Linked DNA regions of Mus musculus: region 1 is linked to region 2. A link is a contact called in public Hi-C data. All regions are on one chromosome and are shown on one strand. The core of a region is the stretch at or near the end of the contact, and the rest is flanking DNA. Distances in the headings are between cores, read along the strand shown. Region 1 overlaps Vps13b (vacuolar protein sorting 13B). Region 2 overlaps Vps13b (vacuolar protein sorting 13B).

Region 1 (7,070 bases), core at 3,536-6,035, 89 kb before region 2:
CTAATTTCAATGAGATACTTTCTGCCATCCATCCAGCTTGTCTGTATTACGTGGGCCTCATAAGGAAGGCGGCAATGTGGCCCGTGGAAGAGATGAAGTGTGCTCTTTGAGCCACAGGAGTGGACTAGCTTCTAGGGAGCTTCTCAAGAGCAGATGAACCACGGAGGCAGTGGGCAAGAGCAGGGTGCTCTGGGGGGTCCAGACAAGGGAGGGCCTGCTCCAGGCTCCCATGATTGGGAGAGCTTCAGGAACAGCTGCGGCTCAGTTTGGATAAAACTTCTACTGGCAAAGATCACAGTTCATTCCACGCCAAAGGGACTTGAGATTTGAAAATCAACAGCCATACACAGTAAATAGTGTCAGCTGGCTGGAGAAAAGGAAGGCGGAAGTTAGACAGGCAGACTAGGTGAGAGCTAGCACGCAGTTACGAAGCTCGGAGTTTGGGATCTATTTAGGAGTTAGAGCTGGCCACAGACCCCTAACACACTGCATGCAGTGGTAACAAGAGAGGTAGTGGTGTAGGAGGCACCAAGGCTGCAGAATGAGAGGCAAAGCTGGGTGAGGAGGGCAGGGGCCTCATCCCTTCTGCCTGGAGCCCAAGGCACCTCTGGGGGCGGTGGCGGTGGCAGGGAGGGGGGGGGTCCTTTTATTTCCTTTCTTTGAAGAGTTAACGTTACTGACTTACTTCCTCTATCTACCACCTTCCCATCAATCCAGACTTTTCATTCTTTTTAATTTTGTTTCTTTCGAGACAGGTTGTCTCTGTGTAGACTTTTCATTGTTTTCTGGGCTATTTAGGTAGTGCTTAATATTTTTCTACTGAGTAGAAAATGTAACCAGAAGTCACTCTTGGTACTTTTAAATGACCACTTAAGGCAGCTGTAAAGCAAGGGACAGTGGCCACAGTTGTTGGAGCATCCTGAGGGACTATGTGTTCTTTATTCAGCAGCCCCTGGGGCTGTGCTGCCAGCCAAGCCAAATGTGTAATTTTACTACTGAAGACTTCAGATGGGAGTATATACAGCTTTCAAGTCATTTTTTTTTTTCTGTACAAAATAAAACAGAATTAGTGGTCAGGGAGTTAGAGTGCAGCCCTGAGGACCACCCACAGACATGTCTAAATTGATATGTTGAATTCCTGAATTGATATATTCAGGAAGAAAGAAAACTAAGATGTAATCCAGGAGAGGAGAGTCCACTAGGAAAGGAGAAAGGCTGAGTGAGTGAGTGGACGCTGTCTGTTACATTAAACCCACACACTAAAAGTGCCAGAGACTTCTCTGTGAATGGACACATTTGTTACTCAGTGACACACAACGTTAAAAGTAAGTGAGTGAGGGTTGCTCCTGTGTTTATAACTTACCCTACAGTTGTGCACAATGCTCTAACGAGAAACTAAAAATTCAAACAACTACAAAGATTTTTCCCAAGTCATTGCACTCATTATAGAAATTTTTAAGGAGGGTAAAACATTAAGATGTAATTCAAGGTCAATAAGCAAGTGGATATATATTGATATGTCTTAAGCCTATAACTTTTACATATATTAAAACATATATCATTTATTAAACTTTTAAACTCATTAATGTAACATTTTACTCTACAGTGGGCATTTAATACATTTATTGAATAAACAAATTGAGGTTAATGAGACTAACCAAAATCAAATTCTCACAAATTTTAGTAGGAACATTTATACATAAAATAAGAATTAAACTAAGTCACAATATTAAATTATTTTCTCTTTTGAATGTTCTTTCATGGATAATGATATTAAACTACAAATCAATGTCCTCAGTGTCTAATCAGACACTGAGATACTGATAGTAAAACATCAAATAGGGTAAGAGCTATGGAGGAAAAAACTATGATCAAAATATATTGTATGAAAATTTAATAAAAATATGAAAAAGGGTCAAGTAAACAAAGAGTGATAAGACAGGTAAGCACAAATGAAAACTAAGATTTTTAAGAAAATTTGACTTATACAAAAATACTACCTGGAAAATAAAAGTTCATTACTCATCTGCAGTGGGCTTATGTGTAGGTGTAATGTGGGAAATTAGCAGAACAATGAGAGGAAATATGTCATGCATTGTGAGTTTTCACAGAAACTCAATTGAAAGATGTTCACTAGCTAACATTATGATAAAAGTCAAGCAGAAATAATTCTGTATAATGGCTTGATAGCACCAAGACTAAACACTGACATTTTTTGGACCCTATAGAGCCTTTCACATTTGCAGAATACAATTTCTCATAAAAAAGAACGATTAGGTAGGAATAAAATTGAATTGTTTTTTTAGTGCAGAACTTGGACTCTTTTGTGTAGGAACAAGAAAAGAGGAAGAGGGCTAACTTATGAAGGTCTTTCTAAAGCAACTAAGAGTGACCACCGCCATGGTGCATGGGCTGCTAAGGGTGACAACTGCAATACTTCATGGGCTGCTGAGTACTTCATTTTTCAGTGTGCAGTACTTGTAAGTTTTCCCTTAGGATTGTCTGAATTCAACAAAGGTTACAAATGTTGTGCAATTAGTATAAACCAACCTATAAAAGGGAGAAATCTGACATCTCACAAGGTGTTGGTTGGGATGGAAATTTTAGCTAGAGGGTATTCCTTGTATGAAATTCTCAGGTTCAGATACTTATTGATTTGCCAGCTCTACAGAAGAATTCATATAAGAATCTTAATGTCATATAAAAATATAGGCAAGAGATATTATATAAATGTGTCCAATGATTTACTGAGATGTACTTCTCTTTCAGCCCCAACAAGCAGCTGAAAGAGTCAGATGCAGTTATTTGCACCCAACCAATGGACAGAAGTAGCTGACCCCTGTTGTTGAGTTGGGAAAGGCTGAAAGAAGCTGAGGAGAAGGGCGATTCTGTAGGAGGACCAGCAGTCTTGGTTAATCTGGACCCCCGAGTTCTCTCAAACACTGACCACCAAACAGACAGCATACACCAGCTGATCTCAGGCCCCTAACACACATACAGTAGAGGACTTCCAGGTCTGTGTTCATTCAGAGATGAAGCACCTAACCCTCAAGAGACTGGAGGCCCCAGGGAGGTCAGGTGGGGTGGGGAGGGGTCATCCACGTATAAATGGGGTGGGGAGGAGGTGTGGGGTGTGGAACAGTTGGAGGATGGATGGGGAGGGGCAGGGAATGGAATATGGAGTGTACAAAATGAATTACAAATAAAATAAAATAAAATTAAAAAACTGTAGAGTGTGATGGTACCATGTAATAAACTGTAACTCCATTTCTAAAAAAAAAAAAGGCAAATCCTGCTTTTGGGCAGTCAAGAGGTATGCGCATAGACACCTGGGGATGTGGATGCTTAAGGGTTAGCAAGAAGACCTGGTAAAGAAAGGAAGAGTCAGAGCAGCCAAGCCTAGGTCAGTCAATGCCACTTCCCCTGAAAACCATCCATCAACAAACACAAGTGACTGAAGCATGGAAGACAGAATAGTGGAAACAATGAGCGTGCTTGGAGGAAGGACACAATGTTGCCCACATATTTTACCAAAAATCCTCAAAATAGTTCAGTATACTGTGCCATTTCATCTTAGGTTTATAATGGCCATTTGAATTCCCACAGGTAAGTTACAATATCCAATATCACATTTTTCTACCAAGCACTCTGGAATAATCACTATTTTAACATATTGGTGTGTGAAATCTGTTCCAGGACTTTTATTTTGCAGGATGAGTCTTTGGAATGTTACAGGAAGCAACGGGGACAGCAACGGCACTTCCTGTTTAACAAGGGGCTATCTCACAGATGTTCTTTGCTTTCCTTTTAACAAGGGGCTATCTCACAGGTAGTCTCTGCTTCAAAGATGATCAGTCAATTCTAAATGCTGGAGATCAGGGGAGACAGACTCAGAGATTTTTTTTTTTAACAAAAAGGTTCAATAAGCAAGTTTGTTCATTTATTATAATTATCATTATTGGCATTTCAAGTACTTTGATCATGAAATCAGATAGAAATACACACAGCTTATATATATGCGAGGATATACAGGGTTTTTATGAAAGCAGGGTGTGGGCTTTCTCTATTAGTTAAGTTATATATGACATGTGTATATGTGTATGCAGATGAGGACGGTTCTTTTTGCTCTTAATGGAGTTCTATTCACACACTCTGGTGTTGTGTGACATACACAGATTCTCTTTGGACAGATACTCTTGGCAGTCGATGGTTCTCAGAGCTTGGCTGGATACAGTTCTTTAGAGGAAGGCTTCCGAGTACGTAGGATGCACATGATAAAGGATAATTCAGGAGCGCTCAGAAACAGAAGCCAAGAAGATAAACTCAAGCTTCTCTGATAGTCATTCAGATGCACTGGGTAAACACTCTTGCGCTTGTGAATCAGAACTGTCAGCTTCTGTTTGTTTATATATCTACTGTAACTATACACAAGTATAAATGATGAAAAAACCTATCCAAACTTAGAACTAAAACACTCTTTTCTTTATGTTACTCTCAAATGTAGGAGACATCAGCAAAATTTAATTTAGGAGACATGCCAACACATGTCCTAAAAAAAGATTGAGAGGTTTTATGAGATTTTAATTTATTTTTAGTCATTATAATGATTTGGGCAACTTAACTTGTTATCTCTAACTTTTAATTAGAGGAAAAAAGAAGGCAACAGATGGACAGAAAAGAAATAAAAAAAATTCTTATTTATTTTCATTGAAGTAAGTTGTGTTGCCATACGGAGAAAACATTTTTATAAAGGTTAAAGTATCCATGGCAACTGCAGATTCTCAGAGCCTCGCCAAGTTGTGCAGTTGGTTTTTCTTTCCCAGAGAGGGAATGTGCTAAGACCTTGTCCTAACTCATTCTATCCCCAAATGTGAGCCAGGCAAGCCAAACATGAACTGATGCTGTAGGGAAGCCCCTGACTCCACAAGAATGGGTTAGTTCACATTTATCTGAAAATCTGCTCTCAGCGGTCTTCAAAATTCACTAACTTGGCAAGCCGAGAATTATCATGAGAAATGAAATAATTTCATAACTCTGAAGTCATCCAACATTCCTAGTGTCTGACACTCACTGGGTTTGTCCATATCTTGGGCATTATTCTAACCTTTAAATAATAAGTTCTTCAATATCCTGGGAATAATTAAAAGCACAGAGATGATCAGAAGTACCACAGTGTAATAGTATGCCACTTTCTTGGTTAATGTGTTTGTCACACAGGTTCATGGAAATGGGTGATGATTAAAGGCAATCATGGTATGTATGCTGAGGTCTTTATGACATTCCTAATCAGCATTTACCATACATTAAAAATGGAAAAGTACTATGCTTCAATAGCCCAGCTGCACAGCCTTTCTCCAAACACACTGCAATAAAATTCACATTTACAATGAGCCCTGTAAAGAACCTTTATGTTTAGACACCAGTGAGCTGAGGACACTCACATTTGCAGAATACTGGCTTGTGGAAAGGTACTCAATGCCTTGTAAAAATCTTAGGGAATCTCAAGTATGTAGTCTTCAAAGCTACATTTCAATATCTAGAATTTACTGCCAAGGGATGGGCAGTCTCAGCAGCCATTCCTCTCTGAACCTCACAGCTTAAATAATCCCCAGTTTTGTAGAAAACTCCAGAAATGGGCCCTGGGAGAGGAGGAAGTGCCCTACCACAACCCTCCCATGGCCCTCTCCTGTAAAGACAGGAAAGGCGAAAATGCACGAGATTCTTAGGAAGAGACTCACACAGGGAAAGAAGCTCAGACTCAAACGCCTGTGTGCAGTTTAAGGAGGTGAGGGAACTCCATCTTGGCTAGATATTTAGTGTTAGAACACACTCTGGTCTCAGTCCTATGGGTAACTTTGGAAGGCACTGGAAAGTCCCACAGAGTAATGTGACTTTCCTGATGGAAGAAAGATACTTGAGAAAAGGAAAAGCCAAGAGACCGAGGCTTTAGCTCCTTCAGCTCCTCTGGTTGCATGAAAAATGAAATAAGGAAGCATTTGACAGCAATTGGACAGTAGTTCCTGGTTCTTAAATAGAATCAATGTTGACAGAATATTTTGGATTAAAATTCTTGCCAAATGGTCCCAAGAAGTGTTTACCTGTTGATTTTAACAATAAAAAGAATCTTGTTACTGTTACTGTGGAGCAAGGCATAAAAATCTTTCCTTCCCAAGTGGACTTGCTGGTTGCAGACAGCTGTCTCTGAATGACAATGAGGGTGACACTGTAGACTTCTGGGACATGATTTCCATGATTAGAAAGAAAGACAGCACGTGCTACATTTAATGTGTATTTAGTATAAGTATACAATATTTAGTAAGTATTCTATCCAGCTTCAGTTTATGAAAAATAATAAGAATCTTTACAGATTAAATATAGATTAAATAAGAGTGTGAGAAGCTGTACCTGCACTTAGGCCTGGAGACTGGCTCCACTTGAAGCATGTGCCTGGTCTGAGTCTGACTGCACTGATGATGTGCGTGCGTGTGTGTGTGTGTGTGTGTGTGTGTGTGTGTGTGTGTGTGTGTGTACATACCAGATTAAAAAATATGTATAGTATATAGAAAGCCATCCAGGATGATATAAAAGTAGGGTTTATAGTATAGGATTGTAAACTATGACTTTAAGCTTTTGATCTTGAGTACTATTAGAGGGGTTATGGGAACCCGCAGCGTTCTCTATTCAGTGAGCATCTACTGAAGGCCTATCACAAAGCATAACTAGCACCATTATGGCCTCCTTTCCTGTCCACCTTTCACTCCAATTTACCTGCCTCTGACTTCAGAGGAGGCCCCTTTAAGTTGTTCCTGGCCATAAATCTTGTGTGTAGGCTCTTTTCCAGCTTAATTTTGTAACATGCTCTCCCCAATGTGTCAGAAGGATTCTAAGAGTTCTTGCCTGAGTTTCAAGAGACCACACAGTCTCTAGTTCTCTCAGAACAATTTTGCCATGTGAAGAATTCTGAGCCAGCTTGCTTGACAGGTCACATGCCAGAGAATCAAGATATCCGGCCAACATCCAGCCTAGGCCGGCAAGGCCATCTTGAATTCCTTGCCTCTGCTACCTTCCAA
Region 2 (6,892 bases), core at 3,365-5,864:
ATTGTCTTAAAGGCTCCCGTTCTTCTCTTCAAATGCACTGTTTTGATGTTATTATGTGTGAAGCGTGTATCAGTTGTTTTTATCCAGATGCAACCAAATTTAGAGAAATTGAAACAGAAAGCAGCAGCTTCACCACCCGCTGGTATCATAGGACAGGCAAGCACCACTATTATGAACTATGGTAAAAATATGTCAAAAGCATTCTAGCAAAGAAATTAGATTAAGTTCACAATCTGGTAATTTTGGTAATAAGAAATAAGCTAATATTGTTAGAGATAAGGTTTGAAGGTGGATTTACAGAGGTGTGGGGGGTACACACCTTTAATCTGGGCCACACCTTCTGCTGGAGCCCTACATAATGATGCTGGAAGAAGGAAGATTCTTTCTTCTTTGCCTGCTTGCCTTGTGGGACTGAACAACTGCTAGATCCTTGGACTTCCATTCACAGCTGCTGCTGACCATTGTTGGGGAGTTGGACTGTAGACTGTAAGTCATCAACAAATTCCCTTACTATATAGAGACTACCCATAAGTTTTGTGACTCTAGAGAACCCTGACTAATACAGTAAAGGTTTTCTTATCAAAAAGAAACAGTCCGATGAAGATTCCCTAAAGAGTCTTATTTATACAATTAACAATTCTTTTGCTAAAACAAAAAATCTTTTCATCATTGTATATCGATACATGTGGGCTGTGTAAAATACAAGAGCTGTGTAGCACACGGTAAACAGAAAGCAATGATATTACACAGGCCACATCCTTGAACTCATCATTAATAAATGTCTTTCCTACATTCAGCTACTCTGGCTGCTGGAAGCCTGTTTTCTTCAAGCACTTCACTGAAATCCAGGAACATTTATTATTTTAATCCATTACAGGCAGTGCTTGATTTAACTTTATTGGTTGTGGTGGTGGTAGTGGTTATAAGTGGGGGTACAGCAATGTTCTTTTACACATCGTTTCAAAAGGGCTTAATTATATTTTATAGTTTGGAGCAGGATTTTTTTTTGTCTAACAAGGTTCACATGGAGTTCAGGTCAGTGATGAATCAGAAGAAAAAGTCAGAGATGGTTATCTTCCTGATGTGAGCTCATCCCCTCTCGAAGGCTGGGCAGGTACATCATGTTCACCACTACACAGGAGACTGCCCCCATAGCCCTGTTCTGTGGCTCATTAGAAAGCTTTCATTTTGCATGTATCCTTGAATACATATGAGATTCAATATAGTGGTTATCCTTCTACTTCTCTGAAGTTATTATACTCTGAATTTTAAATCATTCCTGATTGGCAGATTTGGAGACTACATCAGCACTAAAACACAAAATGTACGTGACAAATGATAAGCATTTTATAGTCATAGCTTTTTTTAAATCACAGAACAAATATATATTACAAAATCAAAGATGTGGGCCTAACTATTTCAACACAATATATGTCCAAGACAAAACATGTCCAAATAGCAAAAAATCAACTTGTTTTTAAACATACTAAACATTCCCATTCATTCATTCATTCATTCATTCATTCTCCCCCTCCCCGCCCCTCGCCCCCCGCCCCCCGCCCAGGATCCTGAGATGACGTAATGGCACTGGCTGTGCATGCTGATGATTTGATTCTGATCCCCAGAACCCCGTAAAGATGGGACATTAGAAGTAAGTCCACAGAATTGTCTTCTGGTCTACACACGTGCTGTGGCATATGCACCGCCCCCCAATCATACACACAGAACTACATAAAACATAAAATTGACCTTTCTTGAGGATTGATACTGTTCATTATTGTCTAATACTTTATCTACTCACACACGTAATGATCACAACCAAGAGATTTAAATGTTGGGTCTCATATTGTTAGGTTTTATTTTTCACCATATTAGAGAAATAATATGAAGTATTATGGGAGAAATTATAAATTTTTTATTAGTTTTTATTTCATTTTAAAGTTTAGGACCTCCCACTTTTTGGAGAATGCCTCAATAGTTTACCAGAATGCACAGAAAACTATTCTCACATATCAAAATAAGTCATGAGTAATTTCAGAGTAAAAAAAGAGGCAATACTAGCTGAGCAGTAGCGACTTTGAACCTTCTTATAGAGTCATAGGAGAGAATCTGCCTGGGATTAATAGTGGCGCTCAGTCCAGGGATGGGGAGCTATTATGTTTCATGGACTCTAGGCCATCTGTTCTGCCTGCCTACATTTTACTTCTGCAAAAATCATAAACGTACCTCTACCTCAGGGACTACAGAAAGGCATTAGAATTCTTCTGCTTTTCATTATCACAAGATTGAGTAACTCATTTCATTGTCAAGATAATCCCCCTTTACTCTTTCTTTTGCACTTGCCAGTTACTCCAAAATGACAAATAAAATCCCAGATGTTATAGACCAGCGAGCATTCAACTTTTTCTTGAGTGTTGGGTTTAAGCTACTTGGTCAAAATGTCAAAATTGACAGGGCCTTGATGCCCACACCCAGTATTCATTAAGGATCGTTGGTGGTTTGTATAACTGTCAACTAGCTATATTTATGCTTCCATCATCAGTGGATCCTTAAAAGTTAAATCTGCCCTGACTTTAACTGTCAAGAAATTCATTTCTCATTGTTCAGACACTGGAAAGAGATGCATTTCTTTCTGAGAACAGCAAGAGTCTTTGGGGTGCTGTAAACAGCTCACTGCTGCAACACAGGATTTGAGGTAGTCAGACCTAATTTCATGCTTTACTTCCCACCAGGCTAACATGCATCTCTGAAGCATCCAAAGCAGACAGTCTTCTCTCAGGGTACTGCAGCACAGCAGAAGTGTGGGAGCTCCACTCTGCACCAATGACCTGGTTTCACTTGCAGAGCATGAAGGGAGTGCTAGCTTCTGTTATAATAAATGTTTTACTGGTAATTTCATGGAAAAGAATGGCTTTACTTCCTTTCTCTCTCTTAGTTTATATACCAAGTTAACTACAGAAAGATCAGGGAAAGTGATTAAAGCCACTGTTCCTTTGACAATGAGCTCAAGTCACTGCTTGGGAGAAAAGTCCTCAGTCTTGTCAATGGTTTCCCACTTCTAACAGCTTCACCCAGGTTATTTTCCTTTGTGTTTCCTTTGTGTTCCAGCTGTGTTCCTCTTTTTCTTAGTCTATTTAAAGGTTGCCATGTTAATTGGCTCCGAGAAGGAGCAAGGCAAGCTCAAGTCCAATGATTTCACAGCTCTAAACTGTGTCCTCTTGTTTGCAGAAATCTAAGGCGTGCCATCTTAATAGAGCCATAAATTACCCTGACAGGGTAGCTAAAGTGTAAGCTCAGTCCCCACCCTCCTGTGGAAAGAGACTCGCTGTCAGTTCAGAATTTATAACTACATACTTTGCGTGTCTCCAAAATGACATGCTTCAAACAGCAAAAGGGATCGGCACTGTGTGCCCATGTTGGCGGCAGTGTGTTTGTGTGGCAACTGTTTAAAGAACATACTATACTATGAGACAGATTTAATAGATACCAAAGAAATACTATTGACTTTAAAATATTTCAGAATATATGATACAATTTCTATCTTAGATTCTCTTTTTTTCCCCGAGACAGGGTTTCTCTGTGTAGCCCTGGCTGTCCTTGAACTCAGAAATCTGCCTGCCTCTGCCTCTCAAGTGCTGGGATTAAAGGCATGAACCACCACTGCCTGGCTCTAACTTAGATTCTTGTTACTGGCAGAGCCCTCATAAGATTTCCTGTTATATTACAAGCATCACATCTACAATCAGACGGCAATCGCGATTTTATTAAGACACATGGGAGAACATAAGTGTTCTAGGAGAGAGGAGTTAGTTGTAAGATTCATGGCTGCACAAGCATCTGCAGAGTGGAGGAATAGAAAGTCCCTTGAAATAGTCATAGTTTAGAAGTATTATATTGTATTCTGCAAAATGAAAATGGGAATTCTTTTAACAAGCTCAGTTAATAATTTCTACTATATTATTTTTAAAACGAGTAAGTGAATATTAAAGCTCTCTAGGTTGCACAAATGTATCAACGTTTGAGGAAAAACATTAGCTTTCTTTTTTTTCTTTCTTTTTTTTTTTTTGGTTTTTCCGAGACAGGGTTTCTCTGTGTAGCCCTGGCTGTCCTGGAACTCACTCTGTAGACCAGGCTGGCCTCGAACTCAGAAATCAGCCCGCCTCTGCCTTCCAAGTGCTGGGATTAAAGGTGTGCGCCACCACTGCCCAGCAAACATTAGCTTTCTTGTTTCATGCTTTTATATTCCCTTTCCCCACATACTTTCCATAGGTTTCTAATAGCTTAGATGATAAAAAAAAATCATTAGGCAAACTCATTTTTTTCTTGGTCTTCTTGACAAGTGAGGGAACATGCCTACAGCACATTCCCAATGGTGTTTCTCTAAGAATTACTTAGCACATAGGATTCCTCTAGAATTACAAATCTATTTCAGCTCTTAAATTAAAATTCATCTGGGAAGGACTGCTTTTCCCTGTTTATATAACATTGTCACATAAAGAGTGTTAAAAAAATATTTCTCTAAAAATAGCCTGCGTAAGTTAGGGATTAGCAGAGCTCTGTTGCTGGGCCGTTCCTTTGTAGTTTTTTCCATGATGTTCTTGCACAGTGTTTTTGACTGTGTTTATTAAAGTCAGCACATCAAAAAGGATCAAAGAAAAGTGAGGGAGAAGCAAAGAAACCCCAAGTGTGTTGTCTCATTGGGGAGCTATGCAGATTCAGATAAACAAGTGCAAATTGTTGAGGGTTTAATGAAAAAATTTTGACAATTATTTTATCTTGCGTCCTTCTATAGGACGCCATGTGCACAACAGATGCTCTGCTGTGTGCAGACCGCTCCTCTCTGTTTAATAGCCCATCGGAGATGACTACTTTGTCACTGTGCTCAATTTGGTTCAGCAAATAATTTGAGAAGTGCAGCTGCTGCAGATGCTCACAATGGTGACAGAAACTGTAAAATCAAAGACTTGGGGAAGTTTTTCTGCATTAGAGTCAACCTATAAAAATCTGACAGTCATTCCTTTGAGCTCAAAGATACATCATAAAAATTGGTTTGAATACAGACCACCACCACTTGAAAACTACACAAAAAAATATGGCTGCTGGTAGTGTGTGTCTTTTTATTTTTGTCACTTATCAAGACAATACCAAATTGTCCGGTGTGGTGGCACATCTTGAATCCTGGCACTGAGGAGGCAGAGGCAGGCAGATGTTTAAATCTGGGGCAAGCATGGTCTACATAGGTAGTGAGTTCCAGGACAACCAGAGCTACATGGTGATATCCTATCTCAAAACAAGCCAAAACCAAACGAATGTATTTCAAGTTAACTGAAAAAACATGCAATTTGAAGATATTCAACTGCATTATGAAATTAATATTCATAATGATAAATTACTGTTTTCTTTGAAATACAGTTGCAACTATTTTTTATTTAAGTATGTCTTGATCCTGGTGTGAAGGCCAAGTTTACAGCTAGCCTGGGATCCAGAAAGAGATCCTATCTTCCCCAACTAAAAACAAAACCAAAAAGAGCTATGCAGTAATCTCTCAATTAGTTTCCCTAGATGCTAGCCTTTAGCCACAACTAGAATCTGTCCCAACCCTATCTCATTTACACACAACAGATTTTGTTATAGTTTCATTATAATACATCTTTTTAAATTAAGTGACTAACTTCAATTTTGATTTAATGTGACTCTAAAAAACTATTTTAAGATGTTTGCTGGACACTGACCAGCAGAATTATACCAAGTATCTTTTAGTCAAGGCGAATGTATCTATTTTTGTGCTTAACAAGATAAAAGAACATAATTATACAAGAAGAGGGTTATACAGTTTTTCTAATATAAAAGGGAAAATTACAAAAAATAGACCATTTGACTGGCTAAATAAAAAATGTTCAATTGTATCATAATGAAAACAATTATGAAGGTTAAATATCTTTAAAAATGAATCTAGAGATAATGCGATGTGAGCAGAGCTGGCCTGCATGGGGGTCTAAAGCTCTTCCTCTGTTTGGGACATAATTTTTCCCTGCCACCATTAAGGGACAGCATTTAGAAAGGTGTGAGGTTGGGCTCGGAGGACCTGACACTCTAGTGTCCAGTGTTTGAGAATCTTTCATGTCTCCTAGACCCTTCATTTTTCATTTCTGACTTTAAAAACAACAAAGGAAGAAAAAAAAGATCTTTTAGCTGGCTTGATTACGTATATTTCAGAGAGGAAGGACATTAACTATGTTTTGGCCTAATATTATTATTACACAACTATTAAAATTAAAACCAAACCACTGTGCTCAAACTGGCTCTCTAGAACTAAATTACAATTAGTCTCCAGCTGACAATTACTTTTTAGTACACAGCTTAGGGACTGACAAAAATCAGTCCACAACCCTCCTCCATACAGGGCCATGGAAAAGGACATACTCCCACAGGATTGTGGGAAAATATATGGTTTCCTCTTGAGACTTCTGTTCCAGAGTGACACTTCTGCACTTGCCTCTCAGCTTTCCCAGTAGCAGATTCTGTGACTGAAATGGTTATTTCCTGCCTGTGTTGACTTTTCTCCTCTCACACTTTGTGCCCACCTTCTCTGATTCAGTGTGGAAAAGCTACTACTTAGTCATAGTGGCAAAGGAGAAAAATGGAGATGTCATGGCCAGTTAGCTCCATGCCCCTCTACAGTTTCAGTCTTTCCCCGGCCAGGTGTGGCCTGCCTGACACAACACCTCAGTGATACTCTCCCAGGCTTGAGCTTCAGCTGGGCACCTTGTAGAGCATATCTGCCACCATGGCAATTTTTCTTTTGAAAATAAATGGTTCCCAGTGACACATTAGAATCACTTGCGAGGCTGACCAAATTCACATCATTGGGTTCTGTGCCCAGAGAGTATGA

What was found. Hi-C and Micro-C count contacts between places; a contact is called where the count stands out from the background.
Region 1: a contact with region 2 is called in a Hi-C map of uterus. The contact joins two enhancer-like sites. A contact is called at or near these places in 1 of 15 datasets of contacts at CTCF or cohesin (the NIH/3T3 cell line), 8 of 484 Hi-C or Micro-C datasets (cortical neurons, forebrain and uterus) and 2 of 9 other capture datasets (adipose tissue and pancreatic islet).

What each region holds. Positions count from the first base shown.
Region 1 is chr15:35,859,981-35,867,050 of GRCm38.p6, reverse strand. All of the region lies in intron 43 of Vps13b (vacuolar protein sorting 13B), which reads right to left. Among named protein-coding and RNA genes, the nearest start is that of Gm41292, 23 kb to the left of the region's middle. Within about 2 kb of position 4,785, at least 22 of the 459 cell types and tissues checked have an H3K27ac peak or open chromatin away from gene starts, as enhancers often do. A contact at or near this core is called in uterus, where this site is marked.
Region 2 is chr15:35,771,368-35,778,259 of GRCm38.p6, reverse strand. The region is part of intron 36 of Vps13b (vacuolar protein sorting 13B); the gene reads right to left. Among named protein-coding and RNA genes, the nearest start is that of Gm41292, 110 kb to the left of the region's middle. Within about 2 kb of position 4,614, at least 15 of the 459 cell types and tissues checked have an H3K27ac peak or open chromatin away from gene starts, as enhancers often do. A contact at or near this core is called in uterus, where this site is marked.